2 separate regions of the Mus musculus genome follow, and region 2 is linked to region 1. Evidence: chromatin contacts called from public HiChIP or PLAC-seq data. All regions are on one chromosome and are shown on one strand. Each heading gives the region's core, a stretch centred on a gene start, on an enhancer-like site or on the middle of the called end of the contact. The rest is flanking DNA. Distances are from core to core; before and after follow the strand shown. Region 1 overlaps Osbpl10 (oxysterol binding protein-like 10). Region 2 has its middle 97 kb from the start of Gm39447.

Evidence for each region. HiChIP or PLAC-seq counts read pairs in DNA pulled down with a chosen protein or histone mark.
Region 2: an H3K27ac HiChIP or PLAC-seq map of embryonic stem cells shows a contact between it and region 1, with 4 times the contacts expected there. The contact joins two enhancer-like sites. A contact is called at or near these places in 3 of 115 datasets of contacts at active chromatin or transcription factors (all in embryonic stem cells).

What each region holds. Positions count from the first base shown.
Region 1 is chr9:115,168,074-115,175,143 of GRCm38.p6, forward strand. The region is part of intron 5 of Osbpl10 (oxysterol binding protein-like 10); the gene reads left to right. Among named protein-coding and RNA genes, the nearest start is that of Gm4665, 14 kb to the right of the region's middle. Within about 2 kb of position 1,613, at least 13 of the 459 cell types and tissues checked have an H3K27ac peak or open chromatin away from gene starts, as enhancers often do. A contact at or near this core is called in embryonic stem cells, where this site is marked.
Region 2 is chr9:115,543,942-115,550,691 of GRCm38.p6, forward strand. No RefSeq gene overlaps it. Among named protein-coding and RNA genes, the nearest start is that of Gm39447, 97 kb to the left of the region's middle. Within about 2 kb of position 5,215, at least 69 of the 459 cell types and tissues checked have an H3K27ac peak or open chromatin away from gene starts, as enhancers often do. A contact at or near this core is called in embryonic stem cells, where this site is marked.

The DNA.
Region 1 (7,070 bases), core at 363-2,862:
TAAGTAGTCAGCAGGCAGAAAGACATCACTGAAGGTTAAACTCAACACTAAAGACAAAAATAACTTGAGGGAAGATGGTTCAATATTCTGTCTCAAGACAAACCAAAACCCAAACCTCATAAATAAATGATTTCAGGCTTCAGAAAGGTTATAAGAATAGTATGGGGGCAGTGTCGCGACGGCCCAGGGTTAAGAGCACTTGGTAGAGCTAGGTTCCCAGCACCCACATCACGTGGCCCACAGCTGACTGTAATTCCAGCCCCAGGAATCTGACACTCCCCTCTGGCCTCCACAGATGCCTACACTCAAATGCATGTATCCACCATACTGCTCCCTCCTGTGCCATATACATACACTTAATTAAAAATAAATATTTTTTTAAAAAGTACAGTAGACTAGCTTGTCCAGACAGGGTGGCTGAGGACCTACCTGTGTCTGCCTTCTCAAACTCTTGAGCGTACCTGCTTTTTAATTTTAACACGGGTGGTAGAGGTCAGACTCAGCCCTCGAGGTTACACTAAGCACTTCATCCACTGAGCTGTCTCCCCGGCCCCCACCCATCCTTCATGACCATTTTGTCAGAAAACCCTGCCAGAAGCTGGAAGGCATCTTAGCTCACCACTGTGCCGTCACACGTGACTCGATTAGTGGGAGGGAGCCTGAAACTTGATAGGTGACTCGTCTCCTCCGCTCCCAACTCTCAAGACTTACACGTTCCTACCTATGGTTTCTAAAACAGTGAACACTAATTTTAAAGACAGACTTTCAGACATGGCCAAGGACCTTGAACTCCTGGTCTTCTTGCCTCTACCTCCCAACCATTGGGAATAGAAGCGCCATACTTTATTCAGTACTGGGAACCGAACCCAGGGCTTTGTGCCTGCTAGGCAAACACTCTACTGATATCTACCCCTGCCCCTTGTGATATCAGAGTAGTTCATGTCCTGAAAGGTTTCTGAGCGTCTTCTGGGAATCTGGTTGGCTGAGGCGCCATTATCTAAAGATGTCACACTCTGGTCCATCTTTTGTCCCAGGCATACGTACCTGCTCCCTCCTGTGCAACCTGACTCCCAGGACCGTCTCTGGGGGGGGTGGGGTGTGGGTGGGGCATCTCGAATGTTTTTTAGAGAGGTTTGCAAGGAAGAATAAAGTGATTGGGCTTTTCAGTCAAGGCTTGAAGCGTGCAGTTTTCTCTCCATTCCTCACCATCAGCTCAATGGGGACATGTGCCTGGTCAGGAGGGGCTGCGAGTCTGTCTTTCACCAGCCCTAGATCTACATAAAAAGTGAGCAGACACGGCCAGGAGCTTGGAGCTGGGACTGCACTTGGGTTCTCAGCATGGAGGGGAATTGAAACTTGAAGGGACTGGGGTTCAAAGGACTTTGTTCTCTTTCTTGTTGGTTACTTACTTCCAGGCTCACTGTTCAGGGAGTGGAGATCCAGCTCCCAGCAAGGGCTGTAACCGCTCAGTGTGCTTCTGAGTCAGAGCTGGATCTCCAGCCTGCTGGGCGCAAAGTGGGCTTGGGAAATGAGGTGCTAGGGCTAGCTCTGTCAGGACGGTGACTTGGGTGTGTCACATCCACCCCTACCAGCAGGAAAGATGTAACACCACATTGTCCTTCTACAAGCAGGTTTTATTCAGGAACACTTGGCATTGCAATGCAGGAATCCCTGGAACAACCCCGGGGCGCGCCTTAAATACCCTACTGACTCCTCCCAATCACCCCAGTCCCAAAACGGCAGTCCATTGGTTCACAGCAAGTGACAACACCTCAGGCGAGCTGACGAGGCATGGCGTCTGCGCAGTGCGGGCAGCTGGGATGTGGCTAAGTCTGAGGTAATGAGGAAGTCAGATGCAGGTCATAAGACCTGGCAGCCGTCCTGGGCGCCATCTTGGGGCGGAGGCCACACCCACTCCTCACATGGGTGGGCCTGAATAAGGACTGAAGCAAATCAGGTACCGGGAGAGCTGGGGTAGAAGGTCCATAGTCCCTCTCTCATGTTCTAGAACATTCTCCTCCTCTCCTAAGATTCCTGGAAAGTGCTGCTGATAGGCATGTCCCACTGGAAATGGTGACAGGTGATGCTCATGGCTATCCTGGGCTTTCCTGGTGCCCACTTCCCTTTCTCCTCCTCCTCCACTCAGTGCCTGCCTTTTCTGTCTGCTCCCTCCTTCTGGCAAAACTGCCCACTGCCAGTCACTTTTATTATATGGCTTTAAGACAATGAGAAATGAGATCATGCCCATCAGTAAGATAGGTAGGAAAAGCTACGAGCTAACCTCGAGGTGTGTTTCAGGTGGGTGAGCTTTCTAATCAGTCAAAACAAAGTTCTTGAGTGGCAATTTTTCCATAAAGAAGGCAGGTAGCCAGGGACCAGGAGATGGTTCTTTCAATACAGTGCTTATCATGTAAGTGTGAGGACCCAAGTTCAGTCCTCAAACTCGGGTTAAAAAGAAAGGTGGGAAAAGCCTTGCTGCCAGGCACCTCATGCATTTGTTATCCCAGCATTGGATGGAGGAGGTAGAGACGGGAAGGATCCAGGGCTGGCCAACCAGGCTAGTTCAGTCAGCAAGTTCCAGGCCAAATGAGAGATGCACTGTTTCAAAAACACAAGATGGCAGCACCTGAGGACTGGCACCCGGAAGTTTCCTGTGGCCTCTGCACACACGTGTGCACACCATTTCCAACGGTCTCTGCATGCACGGGTACCATTTCCATTCCTCTACACACATACAAGTTAGGAACACTGGCTTTCTGCCCCAGATACGCCTCACACTTTTATCCACTTTGAAGGCTACAGCCTGACTCTGAAACCCCGAGATGGTTTATTGAACCTGAGAGATGAGGTCACCAGGAACCAGCGGGAGAGGCTTCCTGGGGACATCACTGGTCAGAGGGCTGGTGACACTCAGCACATTGAGGCTCCCAGGAGACACCTGAGATCCCAGCACTTGGGAGACAGGAGGATTGTGAGTTTGAAACCAGCCTGGCTCAGAAAAGGGAAAAGAAAGAGAGAAAGAAGGATGCAGGCTGTTCTTTCACTGTTAACCTGGAGACCCTCACTCTGATATGTACCTGGTGGGTTTTGATCCACATTCCATATTGGTTGGTTTTTTTTGTTTTGTTTTGTTTTTATTTTTTTGCTACAAAAACTGTATTTCTCTTATCCTGCCTTTGAGATTTTGGAGAATGCATAAACCATAAAGGCAGTTTGTGTTGTATATGCTTTTGTTTTGTTTTTAACAAGCCTTCTTTTTTGTTTGTTTGGTTTTTTTGTTTGTTTGGTTTTCAAGACAGAGTTTCTCCATATAGTCCTGGCTGTCCTGGAACTCACTTTGTAGACCAGATTGGCCTCGAACTCAGAAATCCGTCTGCCTCTGCCTCCCGAGTGCTGGGATTAAAGGTGTGCGCCACCACCGCCCGGCATAAGCCTTCTTGAACCTATATTTTGTACTTATCCCAGCCAGGATAAGTTAGTGAGGAAGACAAGGCACGCTTGAGCTCCCTGCTCACTAGACACTATTTTGGGGACGTTACGTGTGGGCTATCCCTATGTGTGTATGTTGTATCCATGTGGCTGTGCTGGGTATTGAACTCAGGGCTTCACATTTGTGTGGCAAGCACTTGTCTGTTGGCACTCTTCATAGTAGTATGATATTTTTCTACATGCCAATGGTTAATTCAATCACTTTGTGATGTGAGATATATCATTATGTTTAGAAAAATTATCAGTTCAGGGCTCAGATAAAACCAATGAGACAACAGGCCGGAGCAGAGAATTCTAGTGCCCCAAAACTCAGGAATTAGACTCTGGGGTGGCTCACTGGTAAACATATTTGCTGCCAAGGCTCATCACCTGACTTGGTCCCTGGGAGCCACATGGTAGAGAGAACCAAACCCCGTCAACTGTCTTCTGACCATCATGCTTACATGTACCTGTGGGAGTGCACACTCGTGTATGTGCGTATGTGTGCGCACACATACAGAACTATAGATGCATGTGCGTACATTAATGCGGAAACAGCTCAGGAATTGTGATAAGTGATGCTTTAATATGCTGTACTTTAAAATTAACGTAAAACCAACCCACAATGAACAGACCGTCAAGATTTGACATAGAAAGGACTTCAGTCAGCTAAAGCTCCAATCGCCATGGTGCGACCAACAGATGCATGTATTTGGCAGTGCCGGAGACTGGGCATCCAAGCCAGGCTCTGGCTGATGGGGTTCCCCTCCCCCACTGATGGGCACTGCCCTTCCTCACTCCCAACATGGGCTTCCTCCTGCTGTGCATGTGAGGTGACAGCTCTGGTCTTTTGTTTTTAAGGATACAGATCCTGTTGAAGGTTCTAGCTGATGATCCCACTCAATGCTAATTACTTCTAGAAAATTCCGACCTCAGATCTTGTTAGATTAGAGATGAAGACAACAAAATATGAATGGACTGGGGATACAAGCATTGGATCCCTAGCCAACAGGGTTCAACGTGGGTGGGGGGTAGAGGTGGGGGGGGGAGGGGACCAGGCGAGGCAAGTGAAACTAAACCAGGGGACAGACTGGCTTTCTCCATACTGGGCCATATTTATCTATCCATTCATGTATGAACTCATTCATCTTTTTAAAAGGTTGTGTACATGGATGTTTTGCCTGCATGTATGTATATGAATCACACACATTCATGGTGTCTATGGAAGTCAGAAGAGGGTTCTGTTGCCTATGGAAGTGTTACAGATGATTGTGAGCCACCATATAGGTGCTGGGAGTTGAACCCAGGTCCTCTGCAAGAGCAACAAGTGCTCTTAGCTGCTGAGCCATCTCTCCAGCCCCATTCATTCTTCTTTAAGATGGGGTCTCAGGTAGCCTAGGATGTATTCAAACTCATCGTATAGCCAAGGATGGCCTCATGCTTCTGAGGTCTGAGCTCATAGGAGCAGACCATCATGTCTGGGTTATGCTGGGAATTGGATCTAGGACTTCGTGCATGCATACCAGACACACACTGTTAGCAACTGAGCAGCATGACTGGTCCTGCTTTTTGAGTTAACAGTGCAATGAATAGTTAACAGTGTCACTGTATTGTATTGCTTTGAACAAACCCCCAATGTTTTCATCTTGCAAAGCCAAAGCTCTCTTGCTGAGCACCAACCCTCCTGCCTCCCACATACTCCCCAGGCCCTGGCAGCTGGTATCTCCCGTCCCACTTTTCTCTGGCCTGTTTGAATTTTGAGACTATTGAGGGGCTATGAAAGTTATTCAGGTGAAATCTACCTCTCTGAGTGCCTTCTAATGCTCATTTCTCAATGCATGTGGAGCCAAGTATCTGTCCTGCCCAGTCACAGTCTAGGTGCTGGGTCAGCTGAGAGCAAGGGCAGTGCTACCTCTACCTCCAAGGAGCTGGCAAGGAAAAGGGGGAGGAAAGAGGGACAAGACTCCAGTGTGTGCCCTGGGATAGTCCAGATAGCAGTGGACCCTCTGTGTGTCCTAGCTGAGCCCAGACAGCAGTGGGCCCTTTGTGTGTCCTAGCTGAGCCCAAACAGCAGTGAATCCTGTGTGTGCCCTGGGAGAGCCCAGACAACAGTGGGTCCTATGCATGCCCTGGCTGAGCCCAGACAGCAGTGGTATAGTGGTACAGTAACCTGCAGTGTGGCTCCCAATGGCTTTGGGAAGTCCCTCACACTAGGGACTTCACAAGAGGCCTCTGAGCAAGTGATGCTTAGTTAACTTAACTCCCCCCACCTCCCCAGAGGGGGTCTGGAGGAGCAGCTTCTGGGAAGAAGGTATGGTATGGTCAAAGGCCCAAGGTGGTAATGAACATGGCTCGATGTTAGCCAGGCTGGAATGTACGGGGATGGGAGGGGGGAACCTGCCAGCTCTCGGGCTGAGAAGGCCTCTAGGTTTACATTTTACTTCAGTTTAAGCAGCAGAGTTATATAGTCTCCTACATGTGTATATATGTAGTCTACATATATATGTATGTATGGGGAAGTATGTTGTCTCCTATGTGTATGTATAGAGAAGTATTGAGCATGGCACTAAGAAGAGAAAATTTGACATACAAGTACACTTGGTTAGATAACACCACACTCAGCAATTCACACACATATATACACACATATGTATATACACATATACACTCACGCACATACACACATACATATACTCACACAATATACATATATACATACATACACACTCACACAATACACATATACACACTCATACACATACACACATACATTCACACATAACATAAACACATACATGCACTCATATACACACACATATACTCACACACATACACATATGCACACCCACATATACATTATCTCTCTCCTCTCCCTCTCCCCTCTCTCCCTTTTCCTCTCTCCTCCCTCTCTTTCTCCCTCTCTCTTCTCTCTCTCTCTCTCTCTCTTTCTCTCTCTCTCTCTCCACACACACACACACACACACACACACACACACACCCATTTTTGCTGCTATCTTATTTTATGTCCACCAGTCAGATTCTCTCGGGTGCTAAAGATTTAGCCCACTTCTGGACTTTTCTCTGAGCAAGTTCAGGAAGGATGCTGTTGGACAAGATTGCTTTGAGGATGGAACACCTGAGACCTGAAGGATAAGTCAGCCCCTCCCCCAGCCTATCTTTCCTCTCACCATTTATCTCTGCTCATAGGTGGGGAACTGAATCTCCAGGCTGGAAGAAAGCTGAATTACCTATTTATCCACCTTGCCAGACTGGGGTAAAGAAATCCACCTGTGGGGCTGGAGAGACGGCTTAGCCATGAGAGGCTAGACTCACAACCAAAAATATAAGAAATCCACCTGTAATTATTCCCATCTTCATTAATAAGCTCAAAGATATTTCATGATAATAATAAAATCATATTGGAGGAGAAAATCTTTTCCCCCCTCATAGGGCAGATCAAAGGAAGATCAGGAGAATTCTTTTGTCTTAGCAGGCTGCTACTTGTAAGAATTATTTCTTGCGGGCTGGAGAGATGGCACAGCGGTTAAGAGCATCAACTGCTCTTCCAGAGGTCCTGAGTTCAATTCCCAGCAACCACATGG
Region 2 (6,750 bases), core at 3,965-6,464, 380 kb after region 1:
GAAGTGGGACCACGTCCAAGCTGGCATGACCTCTAAGGGTCCTGAAGCATCTGTTGACCCTGGAACATGGAAAGCCCATAGCAGAAGCAGAGACAGCCGTGGTAGGGGCTGGCAGGCTGACTCCAGTGGCCTCTTGGTCAACAGGAGAGTGGAGCTGAGCCTTTTAGGTGTGGCACCTGCGAGCCAGGTACAGCCCATGGAGAGGCAGGTTCTGCAGACAACAAGTAATACTTCTAGCATGCCAGTGGAGAATGAGAGAGGCAAGGGGATCCCGGGGATCCCCCTCAGCCCCCTCCCCCTCTCTGTATCTCTCTCCCTGTACCTCTCTGTTGTACTTTATAAAGAAAGAGAGGCAAGGACATGTTTGGAAGTGCGGTATGGTGAGATGGAAGAGGGTGCCTCTGCGGGCCCATGCTGAGGCATCCCTTCCCCCTGAGGAACCAACCTCACCAGGATGGATATAGTATGGTATAGAGTTTATTTAGGGCATGGGAAGGAGAGATGAGAGGGGGATGGGGAGAGAAGGGACAGAGAGGGTAAGAGAGTAAGAGTTTGAGGAGGGGCCGAACAGCCCTTTTTATAGTAAGCAAGGCATTACCTGGCAATAGGTAACTGTGAGGCAGAGTGTGTCTCTCCCTGTCTCTTCCTCCCTCCTCTCCCTCGCCTTCTCTCTCTCTCTCCCTCCCCTTTCTCTCCCTCTCTTTCTTTATGCTTGTATGTAGGGGGAGTGTTCTGCTTCCATGTATATATGTGCACCCTCCGTGTGCCTGGTGCATATATATATATGTATACTATATGTGTGCCTGGTGCCCACAGAGGCCAGAAGAGGGCATTAGATTTCCTGGAACTGGAATTACAGATGGCTATGAGCTGTTGTGTCCTCTGGGATAACAGCCAGTAATTGCTAAGCCATCTCTCCTGCCCTGGTGACCTGAAAACTTTAGATAGATGAGAATTGAGACATGTGCTAAGCCAGTTGTATCCATAACTTTTTTTTTTAAAGATTTATTTATATGAGTACACTGTAGCTGTCCTCAGACACACCAGAAAATGGCATCAGATCTCATTACAGATAATTGTGAGCCACCATGTGGTTGCTGGGAATTGAACTCAGGACCTCTGGAAGAGCAGTCAGTGCTCTTTGCCACTGAGCCATCTCTCCAGCCCCGTACCCATAACTCTTAAGAATAATTTGTTGAGAACTTAAGCAAAATCCTTATTTCTCCATTAAAAAGCAATCAAATCAAACCGATATTCTTTAGATTGAGCCTGATAGTCCCATAATTCCCTCATGGAAACCATGGCCTGGGCAAAAAGCATGAACATTTCAGGGTGGATTGCTTTTGTGTTTGCACAGAGATGATCACATTTGGTTCCTATTGCAAAATAGTGGGGGAAAAACTATCATGTAGATATTTAATGACATGGAAAAATGTTCTCAATGTAGTGCCAAGTGTTTAAAAACAGCAAGTTCATTTCCACGATTTTCAGCGTGATCTCTATTGCAACATTAAGTGGATACATCTCCGCAGAGAAAAATGTCTGGGAAGATGTATTCTAACATGCTAGCCAGGACTGTTCTTTGTTTGCTGCAGTAATGGTGCCTCTTAGTTCTCAAATCTGCTCATCTATGGTGTTTGAATATTTTTATAACAAACATGCGTTGCCTTCGTGGTGATGATGATGATGGATAAAAGTCAGCATTGGGCCGGGCGTGGTGGCGCACGCCTTTAATCCCAGCACTTGGAAGGCAGAGGCAGAGGCAGGCAGATTTCTGAGTTTGAGGCCAGCCTGGTCTACAAAGTGAGTGCCAGGACAGCCAGGGCTATACAGAGAAACCCTGTCTCAAAAAACCAAAAAAAACAAACAAACAAAAAAAAAAGTCAGCATTGGGACTGGAGGATAGTGACTTAAGAGTTTGGGAAATGAGGCAGGCCAGCAGGCAGGAAGGGGATTGTGCTGTGTGCGACCTCTGGGGGTCAGCCTTTGGAAGCTTAGTGCAGATTCCAGCTGTGGAGTAAGAAGACCTGGAGGGATTTGGGAAGGCCCTTGGGGCAGGTGAGTCCTAGTTTGAACAAAGCCCCTTTGATGCTTGGTTTGGGGGCTGGTTCAGGAATGCAAGGATTAGGGAGCGGCAGCATTCACTTCAATGAAGAAAAGACTCTAGCTGCTCCCAGCCCCCCTTCCCAACCCCACCTCCAGCAAAGAATCAGCAGATAGTTGGAGGGATGCCACCCACTTTGCTACATTGAACATAGAGCTCTTTCGAGGTTTCCTCATTCTCAGAGGTAGCTAGGAGGTCTTTTAGTGTATATAGTTCATCCGTGTGTATATGCTACATGCACGTATGCATGTTTGCATGTATGTGGTGTGTGTGTGTGTGTGTGTGTGTGTGTGCATGATTATAAGAGGGCGTAGAGACCAGAGGTAGACACTGCTGTTGGCTTCGATCACTCTGTATTTGCTCCATCAAGCAAGGTCTCTTGCTGAAGGAGCTGAGACTACACAAGTTTGCCAGCTTGCTCTCAGAATGCCTGGTTGGTCTCTACCTCTTGAGTGCTAGGGCTGCAGGCAGGCCACCGCAGCCATCACTTTTATGTGGCTGCTGGGGATATGAACTGTGGTCCTCTTTCCTACTTAGCAAGTGTGTTTACCCTTTGAGTTCCCTGCCCCAGCCTCGGTGGTGATTTTCATAGACTCTTCCTAAGGTTCAGCCTTTGTTCATGTCTACCAGGGTAGGAGGCAGGTATTGTGTGCCAGAATCAGGTATGGGGGGGGAGAGAGAGAGAGAGAGAGAGAGAGAGGGGGGGGGGCATTGAGATTAGCATATGAAAGAAGCCAGTAGTCAGAAGACCAGAAAGCCCTCCTGACCACCTCTATGTGAAGGGGACAGAGCTCAGGGGATCTCCAAGGGTGGGAGGAGGCTGGCACTGAGTCCCCTAAAGAGGCTCATCCCTCCAGGGGCTGTCAGTAGTGCTTCCAACCTTCTAACTCTCTTGTCTGTCTGTGTGTCTGTCTGGCCATCTGTCTGTCTGTCTTTGTAACTTCCTTCTTTCCTTCCTTTTTTTTGTTTTTGTTTTTCAAGACAGTTTCTTTTTGTAACCCTGGCTGTCCTGGAATGCATTCTTTAAACCAGGCCGGCTTCAAACTCAGAGATCCTCCTGCCTCTGCTTCCTGAGTGCTGGGATTAAAGCTGTGCATCCCCCCAACCCCACCCCCACCCCCCCACCCCGGCCCCAGCTCAACCTCGCTTTCTTAATAAACTATTTCTTCACTATCCCTCCATCCCCGGTCCTCTCTTTTGTTCCAAACACAAAAACTTGGGGCTCTCAACAGATGTCTTGCAGATCCTGAGTGGCCTCAGAAGTGACAGGAAGAGTCGGGCATCTCAGCTGAGGTGGACCAGGGCTCCGTCACAAGCAGGCAGTTCCTTCTGGGTTCTCCCCACTCTGGCCCCTACTTGTATTCACTGTGCCCGTATCCTACTCTAGCAGAGGACATGAAGGGATGGTTTGGGAGAAGATGAAAGGTCATTTTAGGATAAGCCTCCCTTAATCATTTTCATTAACAGCTGTAATGCAGGAGTGTGAGCTACAGACGGGTCATTGTTGAAATGAATGCTTGGCTGAGGGTTGCTTGTGGGATCTTAGAAAATCGAGTTAATTTCTCTGAGGCTAACCTTTCAGCATCTGCCAAACTGGGACGGCCCTCTGGTGCCTGGAGGTTGTTCAAAGGGTTAGAGTAAGAGCCTTGCTTCCTGGCATTCCTGAGTGGGGCTAGGTAGCCCTGTGTGTATAGTGGCCACTTAGAAGTGCTTGCCCTAAAACACACTGACGCCTCACGCAGGCCCCTGTGGTAACTAAATGCAGGCTGCATGCCTGGCTTCTCCGCCCTTCCTTTCTCTGGCAGTGACCTACTTACCTCTTACCTCCTTACATCCCAGAAGATCCCTACCAATCTGCTGTAATTATCCCAATCCTGCAGTCACCTTTGCGTCCAGGCATAGCAAACAGAACTTTTCCAGACAAGACAGTGCCACAGATAAGAGCAGTTATTCATGAGGGTAAGGTTGCACCCTGGAGCAGTGCCAACCCTGTCCCCTCAAGCAACAAGGACAGCTTTAGGCTACGTTGCAAAACTAGACCATGGGTAATTACCAACCAGAACACACAGTAGCCAGGACTGCTGAGTCATATCTGCCTTTTTCCCCTGTACTCCAGTTCTGTCTCTGTGGGAACTTACAGCTCACGTCAGTAACCCAAAGATGGATGAGGTCATGCATCGCTTCATCCTCTCAAAACATGCTGCTCAATTCTCTTTCTGTTTCCCACCAGCTCCTTGTCTTTTTAATTAGTGCATTGTGGCAGGTGGCTAGGCCACTCCTTTAAGATCGCTGGACTGCAAGGTCTCCTACAACTCTGGTTACCTAAAGCACTTACTGAAAGGAAGCTGAGATCGTACCTGAGAACAGGAGAGACCCCACATCCGCTGGTCCAACTGTGGGTCACAACTATTTACAATCTGACATTTGAGCTTAGCACTAGCAGGCTTGACTGTCCACTTGCATAGCATTTCCATTGTATTAGAAGTTATTAGTCACATGAAGACGAGTTGATACCGGGGAGGAGGGTTGGGCTGTGGGTAAGATGTGCATAGAGAGCCATTTTATGTAAGAAATTCGAGCATTCATGGATTTAGGAATCCTGTGGTGGGCGGAGCTGGGACCAATCCCCCCCGTGAGGATTGAGGGTGATTGTGCTATACGGGAGAAGAGTATTGAATGGGTATGTCTCCCTGGGGATCTCTCTGATCCATACCTATGGCAAGAGACAGGCTGGCTTCCTCTCGAAACGCGCTAAGAACTTCATAGGTCCACCTTGAAGAACCAGAATTGAGACAGTGAGCACTCAGACCACACGTGGACAGGGACAGCTGAATTGTTAATATCTTGTACTCTGTCCTGGTGACATCGGAGAGAGAACAAGCCTAAGCCAGGGAGAGGGGATGGGTGGACAATGTGCTGTCTGTGCACAATGGCTGCTGGAAGTCAGGGAGCTGAAGCCTGAGGGAGGAGGCAAAGAAGCAGGCTGAGCTGTGGGGAGACAGCCTTTGAGGAGCCCTTGGGCTTGCCTTTCAGCAAAGCCCATGCCATCTCACTGCTGGCAGGACAGGTTTCTCTTTCTCCTGACCCCGCCTCCTAGGAGCAGGAGGCAGCCTGGGGGTTGGCTAGAAGGGCTGAGGAGGCCCCAGCAAGGCGGGGGAGTTGGAGGAGGAGGGGTGGAGCTGGAGACTGAGGTGACCTCCCAGGCTGGAGTCATCATAACAGAGAGGAGCCTAGTTTATGGCTGGAAGGTACCTGCTTACATGTGACTATGGCCACAAACAGCGAAGAGGTCAACATCCTTCCCTCAGGGACAGACAGAGTTAGTCAATTCTATAGAGTAATTTAGAAGTGTAGGGGTGAGGGGAGAGTGAGGTGATTTTCTATCTGATCCTTAGTCAGGGTTCTCAGGAAGGACAGATAAAAAGATGCATGTCTATGTAAACATTGTTTGTCTATCATATATATTATATATATATATATATATATATCATATATATATTATATGTCTATCTGTCTATCATCTATCTACTGTCATCTATCATTTATCAATGATCTATTATCTAATCTGTCTTATATCAATTATCTGTCTATCATCTATCTATCTACCTACCTTAATCTATCTATCTATCTATCTATCTATCTATCTATCTATCTATCTATCTATCTATCTATCTGCATTTCCCCTTGGCTTTTGACCTCTTCACACTCTGTCACTTTTTTTCTCATCCTCTTCCATAGCTGAAACATTCAAACATGCATTTAAATCTTCACTCAGATTCTACAGGAGAGACCTAATTTTCAACCATGGCAGCCACTCTAGGACACAAACCCAGCACTGCCCTATGCCCTATCACTTCCTTTGGGTGGGGGTGGTTGGATGATCAACCTATGGGACTTGTCCTCTCTCTCTCTCTCTCTCTCTCTCTCTCTCTCTCTCTCTCTCTCTCTCTCTCTCTCTCTCTCTCTCCCTCCCTCCCTCTCCCTCTCCCTCTCCCTCTCCCTCTCCCTCTCCCCCTTCTCTCCCTCCCTCTCTCTCTCTCCATCCACCCATCCAAATGTCCATCTGCACATTTAGAGTTTAATGAATCAACTTGTATGATATGAAGGTTTGAAATGCAAATGTACTGGGTGGCCAGCAGCCTATAGCCTAGTGCTGTAGTTCAAATCCATTGTAAATCTGGGCAGAGTCTCTCGCTGCCAGAATGTCATCTTTGGCTCCATTCAGGCTTTCCTTAAGCCAAATGAGGCTAAGCTACATTGTGAGGGCAACCTGTTATACTCAGAATGAAAAAGTCTCACATAAAATGTACTCACAGCAATACCACTATATCTGTGAACCACATCCATCCAAGTTGGCACAGGGTTACCCATCACAGTCCCATGAGTCCTGCATTTATATTCACAGATACAAAATTCCATAGGCTATATTTCTAGAGTGAAAGTTTATGGAAAATTATAGGATGTAAAAAATATATTGCCAGATTATCTCTAGAAAGTAAAAAAATTTAAATTTTTGCCATACATAATCCATGAGTGCCTGATTCCGACATTCTCTGTACACACACCATGCACAGATCTCTCTGTAAACGTTGGTATTGATATTTTAGAAAGCAGAACAGGATTTGCTAATGCGATGGGCAGAAAAT